Regions from separate parts of the Mus musculus genome. Here regions 1 and 2 are each linked to region 3. A link is a contact called in public ChIA-PET and HiChIP or PLAC-seq data. All regions are on one chromosome and are shown on one strand. Each heading gives the region's core, a stretch centred on a gene start, on an enhancer-like site or on the middle of the called end of the contact. The rest is flanking DNA. Distances are from core to core; before and after follow the strand shown. Region 1 overlaps Frmd4a (FERM domain containing 4A). Region 2 overlaps Frmd4a (FERM domain containing 4A). Region 3 overlaps Fam107b (family with sequence similarity 107, member B).

What was found. ChIA-PET counts read pairs in DNA pulled down with a chosen protein or histone mark. HiChIP or PLAC-seq counts read pairs in DNA pulled down with a chosen protein or histone mark.
Region 1: a contact with region 3 is called in a FOXA1 HiChIP or PLAC-seq map of pancreatic cancer cells. The contact joins two enhancer-like sites.
Region 2: a contact with region 3 is called in an RNA polymerase II ChIA-PET map of memory CD8 T cells, with 14 read pairs. The contact joins two enhancer-like sites. A contact is called at or near these places in 3 of 115 datasets of contacts at active chromatin or transcription factors (astrocytes, memory CD8 T cells and microglia).

What each region holds. Positions count from the first base shown.
Region 1 is chr2:4,285,119-4,288,944 of GRCm38.p6, reverse strand. The region is part of intron 1 of Frmd4a (FERM domain containing 4A); the gene reads right to left. Among named protein-coding and RNA genes, the nearest start is that of Gm39752, 40 kb to the right of the region's middle. Within about 2 kb of position 2,139, at least 40 of the 459 cell types and tissues checked have an H3K27ac peak or open chromatin away from gene starts, as enhancers often do. A contact at or near this core is called in pancreatic cancer cells, where this site is marked.
Region 2 is chr2:4,579,418-4,583,369 of GRCm38.p6, reverse strand. All of the region lies in intron 14 of Frmd4a (FERM domain containing 4A), which reads right to left. Among named protein-coding and RNA genes, the nearest start is that of Gm13179, 13 kb to the left of the region's middle. Within about 2 kb of position 2,414, at least 43 of the 459 cell types and tissues checked have an H3K27ac peak or open chromatin away from gene starts, as enhancers often do. A contact at or near this core is called in memory CD8 T cells, where this site is marked.
Region 3 is chr2:3,751,209-3,755,426 of GRCm38.p6, reverse strand. All of the region lies in intron 1 of Fam107b (family with sequence similarity 107, member B), which reads right to left. Among named protein-coding and RNA genes, the nearest start is that of Fam107b, 40 kb to the right of the region's middle. Within about 2 kb of position 2,361, at least 105 of the 459 cell types and tissues checked have an H3K27ac peak or open chromatin away from gene starts, as enhancers often do. A contact at or near this core is called in memory CD8 T cells and pancreatic cancer cells, where this site is marked.

The sequences.
Region 1 (3,826 bases), core at 890-3,389, 530 kb before region 3:
CATTCACACATATGTATGTACCTCTGTACACAGGAACATACACATACACCAAAAGTTAAATCCTTATCTGTCAGGGTGGCAGCATACAATTTCAAAATTAGGTATTTAAGAAATTACTATGTAAATACATGTGGTGGTTTGAGTAGTAATTCCTGTCCCCCAAAAGGCTCATATATTTGAATGATTAGTTACCAGGAAGTGGAACTGTTTAAAAGGATTAGAAGGATTAGGGGTGTGGCCTTGCTGGAGTAGGTATAACCTTAATGAAGGAAGAAGTATTTCACTGGGGATGGGATCTGAAGTTTCAAAAGCCCATGCCAGGTCCAAGCTCTCTCTTTCTCTTTGTCTGCCTGCAGATTGGGATGTAAGTATTTCTCCAGCATCATGTACTGCTATGCTCTCTGTCACAGTAACAATGGACTAACCTCTGTAACTATGGGCAAAAACCGTAGCTAAATGTTTCTTTGTTCATTGTGTCTCTTCACAGCAATATAAAAGTGTCTAAGATAACATATTATTAAGAAAACCACCAGATATAACATTTGGAAGAACATGATTTCAGAGGGACTCAGAGGTTGGAAGGAAGGGATTGGAACCTGGAAGATTTCTTCATAAACCTTCTAGTATTCGACTTTTATGTTCATGAAATTGCCATGCACAAATGTTGATAAGAATCAAAATAAAGTTGCAAACAGAAGGAGCAATGTTAGAGGAAGCTTGAGCCAGATAAGAACTCAGCATAAGGGGGCTGGAGAGATGGCTCAGTGGTTAAGAGCACTGACTGCTCTTCCAGTGGTCCTGAGTTCAATTCTCAGCAACTACTGGTGGCCCACAACCATCTGTAATGTGATCTGATGCCCTCTTCTGGTGTGTCTGATGACAGCTACAGAGTACTTATATAAAAATAAATAAATAATATTTAAGAAAGAACTCAGCATAACAGGTTAATAATGAGAAAGTTCTGGATGGTCATAAGAATGTGCATATGGAATGCTGGCAACAGAAGCTAGACAGAAGAGTCGAGAGCTGGAGGCATCTGCCTCCTTTTGAAAGGATAGATTCAAGTGTAGATAATCAAGCTATTTAATGCAACAAAGAATGTTTCATGACATCTGCTTGGTTTCCTGTTGTCCTTTTTCTTCAGTTGGTCTATGGAGAGGTCTTGGAATGTCCGTGGAAGGCAGAGCCACTGAGCTATGCCTACTAGAGATGAGAGATAAGCAACAAGTCTTCTCATCTTCTGAAACAAGAGGAAGATGGACTGACAGCAGAAGCAGTTCACATATAACAAGAAATTCTATACTTGCTATTCTTTTAAAATATTTATCATTAATAAAAATTTTAGATGTATGCATTTGTTTGGCAGGGGGTATATATGAGTTCAGTTACCCTTGGAGGCCAGGAGAGGACATCAGGTCCTATGGAGCTGGAGGTAAAGGTGGTGTGATGCGGGTGCTGGGAACTGAAGGCAGCTGCACAGCTGCAGCTAGCGAAGCCCCACGTGGTAACAAGGGATTATGAAACAAGTGATGTGACCGACTCTCTCATCTTACAGAAGCCTTGGTGCGTGCTGACTGGCAGCCTGTTTTCAGGTTCAGAGAGACACTGTGCCAGGGGAAAGAGACAGAGCAGGGCAGTCAACATTCTCCTCAAGAGCATGGGCGAACAAACTGTCCAATTGGGATCGGAAAAATGGTTAGAATAATCAACTGAGAGATATTTATTTAAAAGGATGGGGCATTTGAGAGCATCCTCTTGAAGAGGGAGAGCATTGCCAGACATGGAAACAAGACTATGGGAGTTTAGAGGGAGTAGAAGGGAAATTAGAGAGGTCAAAGCAACAAATTAATGAACTTGGAGTATTTTAAGACATTTTTTTATTCTATTTTTCCCCTCTGAGACAATCAAACTCCCACTGATCCTTTGCTATGCCAGAGTCCACCCCCTGTCTCAGTCCTGCCCCACTGCTGCCAGACTTCAGGCCGTGGTAGCGAGTCAGATCAATGCTAGTTTCATACTATACATTCCGTGACCTGACAACCGAGGACTAGACATGCAGGAGGACCCTCTCCACGGTCCACCACATACTCTATCTTCAAGCTTACTTCTCAGTGCCATGACTATGATCAGAATGGACGCAAGTGACTCAGCTCCCCACACTCTCCTTCAAGAGACCGGCCCTCTGGGAATCCCGCCAGCATGGAATGGTATCCATTTGAAGACAAATTATAAATTAATAATAAGTAATGCTCCAGACTCTCCTGTCTGCCAAAATACACCATTCATTGTGAAGTCCCTGAAAGGGCCCCAGTGATGTATAGCCAAGAAAGGCCAGCCCTCTGGGGCCTTTCCTCATTTTAAACACAGACGGTGTGCCCTCACAGCAAGCGCTGCGGCCGTCTCCCCTGGCAGAACAACTGTTGTTCTTGGAAAGAGCACAGGCCAACACCTTCCAGCTGCATTGCCACCTGCAAGCCTCTGCTTCTGCAGTCCCTGTTCACCATCAGTGACCCACAGAGAGCAGACCTGTGCCCCATAGTGAGAGCCCAAAGTGTAAGGAGCCCCGGTGGCTGGGCTGGGGGAGTGACTTTGTTGACATGGCTTTTGCTAAAATTCAGAAAATCATTGTGGGAAGAGGTGCGTGTGTGTGTGTGTGTGTGTGTGTGTGTGTGTGTGTTCCCTGTCGGTTGCCCTTTTCTTTAAAGGAAAATAAATCAAACCAAACAGCTTCATCTTATCAAACAAATTCCTGGAGAACCCATATGAAACCAGTTTCTGTGGACAGTGTGATTTGTGGCACTACCTAGTAATCTGCATTTCTCTACATGGAATCACCAGTGTTTTGAGCACTGTGAATTCCTCACTGCCCACCCCATACCCCCAGCCCTCTGGAATGATTGCTTCACAAACAAATCTGATTCCTCCAGGGAACGCAAACAGAAGTGGTTTGATCTCTGCGGGGGTAGTGGGAAGTGTTGTTTTCTCTGTTCCGCCCATTCATTTAGACCTCTAGAGCTGACTTCATTCAAAATGCCACACCTCTGCCAGTGGTGTGGCATTGATCCATGTGGGCAGTTCTGTGTCACTGGACATTTAGGAACAATACCCACCCCACCCCACCCCACCCCACCCCAACTTCCCCTTCTGTATATTGGAGTAGAAACAGCACAATTGCAAGCTAGAAGCTTCTGTTCATATGGGGACACAATCCCTATTTGGGATTGCAGGGACAATCCTTGCATGTGGGAATGGAAAGCTTTTACTTACAAACACATCCATGAACAGGTGCTCCAGTGTCATCTCGAAGTCATCCAGTCTGGCAGCTAATGTCATGGTCAATGTCCCAATAGGACTCACGGAGCCCAAATCTGCAAACCCTTCAGCTCACAGAACACCTTTGGTGTCAGGTCGGTAACTAGGCAAAGTCGCTACTAATGCAAAGTGGAAAATCTTAAAATAAGACAGAGCATTGCAGAACGGGCTGCCAGGGCTCCCGAGAAGAAATTCTAACTTAAAAAACAAAAACAAATCAAAACAACTCTATTAATGGTTCTATGCTACTGGGCTGGGCAAGAAGGGCAGCAAGTGAAGAAGGTAGCTTCCTCTGCAGAACTGTACAAAGTAAGGTGCCCACAAAATGCCAGGCACCTCAGCAGAGGCTTGCGGAGACAGCTGAATGGAGCAGAAACGAGACTGGGGAAATGCCTGAAGCCGTCTGACTCTGATATTTATAGGGCCACATGTTTTTGACTCCAGCCATTTCTCAGTTCATTTCTGACCTTTCATAAATGGCTACACACAGTGGAGTGTATTGTCGAACGAGGGG
Region 2 (3,952 bases), core at 1,165-3,664, 830 kb before region 3:
AATGATTTAGAAGAATGAGCAGTCCAGAGCTCCAGCTACAGAAAGAAGCAATAACAGGCAGTATTTTCAAACCATGTTTCCTAAGCACCAAGACTGCAGATCTGCCTCAGGGGCTACTTCAGATAGAGTGGGGAGTGTGGTTGGGATACTTAGTGGGCTGTGGGTCTCCATCCCACATTTCACAAGCTCAAGGCAGCTCCACATAAACCTGGTACCTTTGCCAATTGTGGTGCAACGCCTTTAATCCCAACACGTGGGAGGGAGAGGCAGGTGAAGCTGAGTTTGGGGCCAGCTAGGTTTTCAGAGGGAGTTCCAGGATGGCCAGGAGTAAGCAAAACCCTGTCTTGGGGGGGGGGGGGGAACCTGTTGCATTTGAAAAGAGATCCCACTGCCTTCTGTGTTGAAGGGTAATCAATTAATTTGAGGCAAGCAATCTGATGGCTTCTCTATGTAAGAGCTTGCATGTTCTAAGCCTGTGGGCTGTGACCAGTAGCTAAGGATGCATGGCCACCCAGAGAAGAGATGGCCAAGTGCCTCGGGACAAGTCCACTGAGAGCCTCTCAAAGAACATCCCAAGAAGAGGCCCATAGTTCTCTGTGAGGCTGCTCGTCCTCACGAATGACCTCTAGGTGGTCCCTGAATGAGATGCTTGCCTTCTTAAAGGGTTAAAGAAAGGAAGCAACACTGGCTGAAATCAAAAGGTAAAGAAGCTCTCTGCATTGACCACTTCAATAGCAGAAACAGAATTAGAAACTTAGCCCAGTGGGAATTTCTCCCACTATAAGTTCAGGACACAAATACATGATACTTTACCCTGTCCATCTGGGTTGGTTTGTTTGTCTGTAGACCAGGCTGGCCTTGAACTCTCAGTGATCACTTGCCTCTACTTCTGTGCTGGGATTAAAGGCCTGCATGACCACACCCAGCTGACAAACATAATTTCATAGTCTGTATCTGGCCTTGGGGAAGTCTGGCACTATAATTAGTCTGTTATCAATTGTTTGAACCAATACATATTGCACATGCAAGACCCCTCAGGGTTATATGTGAATCCCCCCCCCACCCCCGACAGGGTTTCTCTGCTGTCCTGGAACTCACTCTGTAGACCAGGCTGGCCTCGAACTCAGAAACCCGCCTGCCTCTGCCTCCCAAGTGCTGGGATTAAAGGCGTGTGCCACCTCGCCTGGCTGGCATTTCACCTTCTTGAGAACCATCCTGGTCCTACCTAGAAAGTGACCACCTTCTAAAATGTCTCCGAACTTGAAACACTGATTACCCAATAAACAACCAACTTAGGCCATTCCTTCTCAGCCATTAGCCTTCATTTCTTCAAGTTTTACCAAAGGAATGTTATAGACAGTATGACCTCCTTCCTTCACTACCCAAACCTCTAGGAATGGCACTCTCCCAACCCTGCCTCCTGACAGAGGCAGGCAGGGGTGGAGGGGTGGGGGCAGGGAGGAGGGGATGGATGTCTAATTACCAACAAGAGCCTAAAGGGTTTATCTCTTCCTGATCCTGAATACTAAATAGTCTTAAACTGGAGCTGTCTGTAAGATGAAATAAGAAGATAGATGTGTCATCTCTACTGTACCTGGAAGAGTGAAATTTCAAAATTGATACATGGAAAAAAAACAGTAGCCAGGCGCTGCCCGGGAAGGGATGGAAGGAATAGCGGGTTGGTGTAGGAGCCAGTGAAAAGCAGGTGAGATGAATATTTCTGAAAGGTAATTGATAATACATGAATATCCTTCTAGAGAGGGTACTCAGATGTACAGAAAAGGATAGTCTGGGAAACAAACTGGTATAGCGCCCTCCTAAAGCTGGAGCCTGCAGTCTGGGGTCTAGGGTTATTGGGTCTGTGTGTATGTTTCAGCTTAGCTTCTGAGTGGATCTGGGATGGGAGGTGGCAGGTTCTAGAACTTTCCTAGGTCTCTGTTTCCTGTGAACTGGGCAATGAAAACAGGGCTCTACAAATATTGGGAGAATGAAGCAGGATAACATTTGGGCGATGCTAAAAGATAACTCAGAACATGCTAAATGCCATGTGAATACTAGTCATTGTTCTTAGAAATCTTTCCTCGCTTTTATTAGGGTGTTGGCATCTCCATTTCAGAACGATTCATGTTGGGAAAAAAAAGGAAGAGCCCTGAGTGGACAGGCAAGAAAATGAGGAGTGGTGGCTGGTGTGGCTGGCCCTGTCAGTTCAGGAAGCTTGCGGGCAGAGGGGGAAAAGTGGGTTTTGTTTGTTTGTTTGATTGTTTAATAGAACTCAGCAGGGATTCTTACATGCTACAATTCATTGAGTCCTCAGAGAAGCGTTACCTCTACTCTTACCACAGAGGTCATGGTGGCTGGCACAGGGAGGCAGAGGTGGGGCACAAGCTCTGTTCTGTGTGGCCTGCTTATCCTTTGAATGGAAACTCGGTGAGAGGGGGAACATTCTGTCTCACTACTCTGGTGTCAAGGCAACAACACCCTGTGGGTTGCATCTGCTTGCATCTTCCTTCCTGGCAGGACCACATGCCACATACGCTGATCTCAAAACTCAAGAGAAGGCCAAAGGACAGGAAGCCAGTGGCGGTCTTCAGATCTCCTGGTGCGACAACAGAGGTTTTTGGAGTCCCTTCCATGTGCAAGGTAATATGGGGGAGACATAGTCTCAGCCCTCAGTTCCACCCACTGGAGGAATCGGAGACAAGCAAACAATGAGGATGGAGGGCACAATCGTTGCCCGGAAGCACCACAACACAGGGGCCAGCTAGGGGACTGGCTTGGTTTCTGAATGATCACTTCATTGAGGTGGTTCAGCCTCCCTCTGATGACAGCCAGGAAAACCTACCATCAGCTGAGTTCTCCAGAAAACCTTTCCTGAGTTAGTGAGATCTCTACTTGGATTCTAGGCTAGAGTTCACGATCATATTACACTCCTAACCCAAAGGCTTCTACTGAACGAGGTCACTGGAGGGAGGGAGGAAGAGCTGATGGTGAAGAAGACAGTTGGTTATAGGTGTATTTTTGGAGACAAGGTCTCTAGCTCAGGCTGACCTTGACCTCCATATATATGACCTTGACCCTGATTTTCCTGCCTCTACTTATTGAGTTCTGCCATTAAAGAGGTAAATATGAGCACCAGTCGTTTATATGGTGCTGGGATTGAATTTGGGGCTTTAAGTACGCCAGGTAAGGATTCCACCAAGGGAGCTACATTCCCAGCCCTAGGAAGATGATTATTATCCAAACATGGCTAGGCAAAGAAAGTCATTTTCAGTGGGCATTTGGGGATCTTCAGGGGAAACCAGATGGCATCACAGATATTACTGTGGACTTGGGACCCATTTTCCATTTTCCAGCTGGGGAACCTAGACCGGGCTGGTGGCAGCTGTATGTGAAGAGACCACATGTGGAGGGGCCACAGAGCAAACAGAAGCCCTCTCCCTGTGACCATATGGAAGGCTCTCCTCACTCAGCTGCAATGGAGAATTTGTTGCAGTCATTCCAAAGATCCCAAGCCAGTCGGCACCGGATATGAGTTTGCATCCTGCTGAGGATTCGCAGAGACCTGTGCATCTGTTTTCACAGACAGATGCAGATGAGCAGGCCCCCTGCTCCCACCCTCAATCCAGAAGGTGGAAGGGGAGCTTTCCTCTTTGGAAGGAAGGGAAATATAACACAAATAGTAATATCCCCCATCTCCACCCCCAGCAAGAAAGAAATCTGTTGTCTGTAAAATCGAGGGAAGGAAATGACTGCCTGTTTGGCCTCTAAGGGGAAAATGAAAAGTTAAGACAAGCAAATGAAGACAGCCAAGTCCCAACAGATCTGTAGAAGCTGGGAGGGAGAGGCTTGGCAGATACCCAGGAGTGAATATGGAGAAAGGGGTTAGACTCCCCTTTATGACAACGAGATATTTATTTCCCAGAGAAGTTCTCAAGGATGAATTCCTTACATC
Region 3 (4,218 bases), core at 1,112-3,611:
GGACATCTTAAAATGTTTCCTAGTAAGAGAATGTACAACAACTAGACCTGATTTCTGTTTCTACAGTGTGGAGACTGGGATATATCTTTGTCTGCATCTTTGGAGGACGCCTGTCTCTAACTAAACCCTCGGGAACAGTTATTTACACAGCTCAGATACAGCTAATTAAAGTCTGTTTTCCCACTTACCTCTCTTCAGGCTACCTCATGGGTTTTTCTGTGAACAACAAGTTGCCACTTAGTTATGAAGGACATCAAAGGCAAGGTAGGAAGAAAACAACAGAGCCAGCCTGAGGCCAGAACGGGAGAGCTTGCCCAAGCATTTACTCATCTTCATGTTTCTCTCCTAAACACGGGCTGGGAGGCAGACCCTGACGCCCTGCGGTGAGTAAAACAGGGCCCTGAGTGTCCAGGAGCTGAGAGAAACACACCAAGGAAATCTGAAGTGAGACAACGGTATGGGTTCTATGAGTGAGAATACAGAGAGGCTTAGAGACAAGGTCTTAGAGACAACCTCCTGGTTTCTGTCAGCTCCAGGAAGATGAAGTTCTCCCTTCTAGAGTCTACTGTGAGATACTCTTGGGTTCCAATAACATGCCTACAAGGAGCTGAAGCTGACACTAAAATGGCATAGAGTTCATAGGCGTCCTGAGTTCTCTGCAATGTCCAACCCTGCCTCTACCACCCTCTGTAGACACAGTGGGAAGGGGAGGGAAGACAGGAAAAGCCCCACACTGGCTCTTCACCTGCAGGGAGGGACTTTCCGAAGCCCTTAGGCTTTGCTTGTTTTCTCAGTGTCCAGAACAGTGTGAACAACCTAGCTACAAAGCAAGTCGGGGGCTTGCGGACCCAGCATAGCGTCTGTGAGAAGGGAGCAGCAATGACTCTCAGTTGAAAATTAACCCAGCCTCATCCATGTACAGTTATGAATTATGTTCCCCCAAAATTCAAAGGAGCTAAGTCTATAATCCACCCTCAAAGGGAGAGCTTCTTAAGTTGAGTTCTTTGAAAGGTACGTGGATTTAAAGGAAACCACGAGACTTATGACAGGATTAGTGTCCTTATAAGGAACAAAGAGCTGTAGGGATGGCTCAGTGGTCAAGCCACAGCGAGACCCCACACAGCTTGTGTCTGAATCTCAGCCTTCTGGAACTGAAGAGGAGAAAGACATGCTGAACAAGCCACCCAGTCTGTCACAGTTCACGCTGGTGGCTGAACAAACCAACTCATACTAAGTTCACCTGTCTTCGTGGACATAGCAGCCTCCTGGCCAAGGAGCCCCTGGGCCTCAGCTCCAAAGCTGAAAGGGAAAATGAGAAACAATATATGGCTTCTAAGTATTTAGAGCCCACAGCATCTCCATAGCAAAAGCTGTAATCAGTAAGGATGGGAAGGTTTCAATAGAAGCCTCCTGGGCCTCAGCTTCACTGTGTGGAAACACCCGTTTATAGGAAGGAGGTTTGGCAGGTGTCCAGATGTAAGCACATTTGTAGTCAATGTGGGCACAGGAACACCGCAGGGGTGTCAACTCCTTCAACTCTTTCTCAGAATGAACCCCACACATTATTTCACTCCCTCTGCAGGCCTGTCTTCCTAAGACACCAGGCCTTTCCACTTTCCCATTTCCCACAGGCTGCCCTGAGGAGCCACAAGACAAACAAAGACAAGAGCACCTCAGCGCCCAGAAACTACTGCCTTGCTATAAACAGTGGCCTGGGTAACCTGCCCCCTACACACCCAATCCTGAAGCTGATTCAACTTAAGAAGCTGATTCAACTTAAGCCCCGGGCTGGCTATCCAGCCACAGGCTGGCACAGGGAACTCTGCAAATCAGACCGAGGAAAACAGCAACTGCCTTCCTAGCAAACAAGGAACACAGGCAGTGAGGAGCTAGAATAAGCTGGCTACACCTCAGGTGCCATGATGTCTGCAAGGCATAATGACCTTTATCCTTAGGGGAATCGGAAGGATGCTCACTGCCTACAAAACACTCCAGCACTGGGGTTCTGGCTCAGTGGTAGAATCTTGCCTAGAATATGCAAGTATCCAAATTCTATCCCCAAAACTGAATAAAAAAAAAATTTCAAAATTCAGAATGAGAGACAGCTCAGTGAGTACCCATACTTGCATGGAAACCTAACAACCTGAGTTCACATCCCCAGAACCCAAATACTTCCCACAACAAGGCCACATCTATTCTGTGGGGGTTTAAAAGTCCTGTTCCTGCCCCCCTCTGCCCCCAGCCTACAGATGAGGATGTAGAACTCTCAGCTACTTCTGCCTGTGTGCTGGCATGCTCTTTACCATGGTGATAACAGACTAACTTCTGAAGCTGTAGAGCAAGCCCATGATTCGATTCTTCGTTCCTAGGTGTTGCCTCAGTCACGGCCTTTTCAGAGCCACAGAACAGTACCTAAGACAACTCCCCGTGGTGCTCCACCCTCCCACACCGTATGTGAAAACACCAACCTCCCACCACTGAGGCTGTGGCCCACCCTGATTACTGGGTATTAGGGCTCTGGCCCCAGGAACCAACACATCCCCATCTACTTGCTCACTCCAGCAACCCATGGCACAGCTGTCAACCTATGACTGTCGGACAGTACTGCAGCCAAACACCAACTTCAACTACGTGCAACATGTCTTCCTTAAACAAACCTTCTTAACAGCTACAGTGAGCAAGTAAAGAGTGGGAGCTGTACCCCATGCCCTTCCTAATGCAATGAAAATCCATCACCCTCCCAGCAGCCAACCGAGTCCCACACGTTTCCATGTCCTTTGCTGCCACAGGGTTCATTACCCAGTAACTCAGCACCCAGAGACTTGCCCTCAGCTCCGACTTCTCTCACAGTTGGTGTCGCAAGAGGCAGGGCTTACTTTTAAAGGAACCTGTCTTTAAATATACAAACATAGGGACGACTGGTGACTAAGTAAATAAGAAGGACACAGACAAATGACACGTCTGCACAGTCACAACACCAGCTTCACCCTTACTACAGTTGGCTATAAAGGAACTTGTGAATTGCTTCCGGATGAACAATTATAAAATAATTCTCTAACAAAGGGCGCATGTATCATGACTTCCCTTGTGGGGGAAAAAAAAAACTAATGTGAAAAAAAATGATTCTACCTTCTTAAAGAGATCAAATGCTGAAAGTAAAATGTAGAAAAAATATAAGGGAAAAGAATGAGCAATTCTTTTAAAAGTTTTTTTTTTTTTCAAGACAAATAAAGGAACAAAACCTGGAACTAAATTCTGGTTTGCAATCTTATAAGTATCATACTGAATAAGATTCCAAGTATATGAGAAAACCTCATTTTATAGTTAGAAAATACTTAAACACAGAATGCATGTAACCTGTTAGGAAGAAAGTCCATCAGGGCTGGTGCCCCGCTTGCCTAGCTGCATAAGGCCAGGGGTTCTATCCTCAGCACCACAAAGGAAAAAAGAAGAAAAGGGGAGGGGATCATGAACTGAAGGCCAGCCTGAGCCTTATAGCAAGACTCCGTGGGAAGGAAGGAAAGAAGGGAGGGAGGTAGGGAGGGAAGGATCCTAATTTCATCTATGAATGTTCAGTATTGAAGTAATAATCCGTTTCACCCTCTGACTTATCAGTTCAACAGCAGCTCTCATTTCTACCTTCACTTACCACCACAGTCTCCAAAGTCCCCACGTTTCAAAGCCTTCACGGTAGAAGGGATACTAGTTTCTCTTATTTGACCTCACAGAATTAGTCTGCCTTCCCTTACTGTCCACTGTGTGTGTGTGTGCGTGTGTGTGTGTGTGTGCGTGACACACACTCACCTTCTAAGACATCTGCTTTTGGGGACACATAGCTTGATTCTATCATGAAGGATCCGGAACTATTATATTTAGTGTAGAACAAAGAAAATACACTTAAATTTGGAAATTACAGTCTGAGTGGTCACCTCCTCCGTGCGTCATGCTTCATGTGACAATGGGATCAGCTGAATGTGGCTCACAATGACTTGAAAGATCTTAGTGGGAGACAGTGAAGGAAGGAGGACACAGTAAAACAACACCATCGTAACCACCAGCTTCTTTTTTTTTTTGAGACAGGGTTTCTCTATGTAGTCCTGGCTGTCCTGGAAAAGACCAGGCTGGCCTCCAACTCAGAAATTCTTAAATTCTAAAGAACGCTCCCTCTGAGCCTACTCAGTTAGCTGTGGAAAAGAGCTAAGAAAGACATAGTAACCA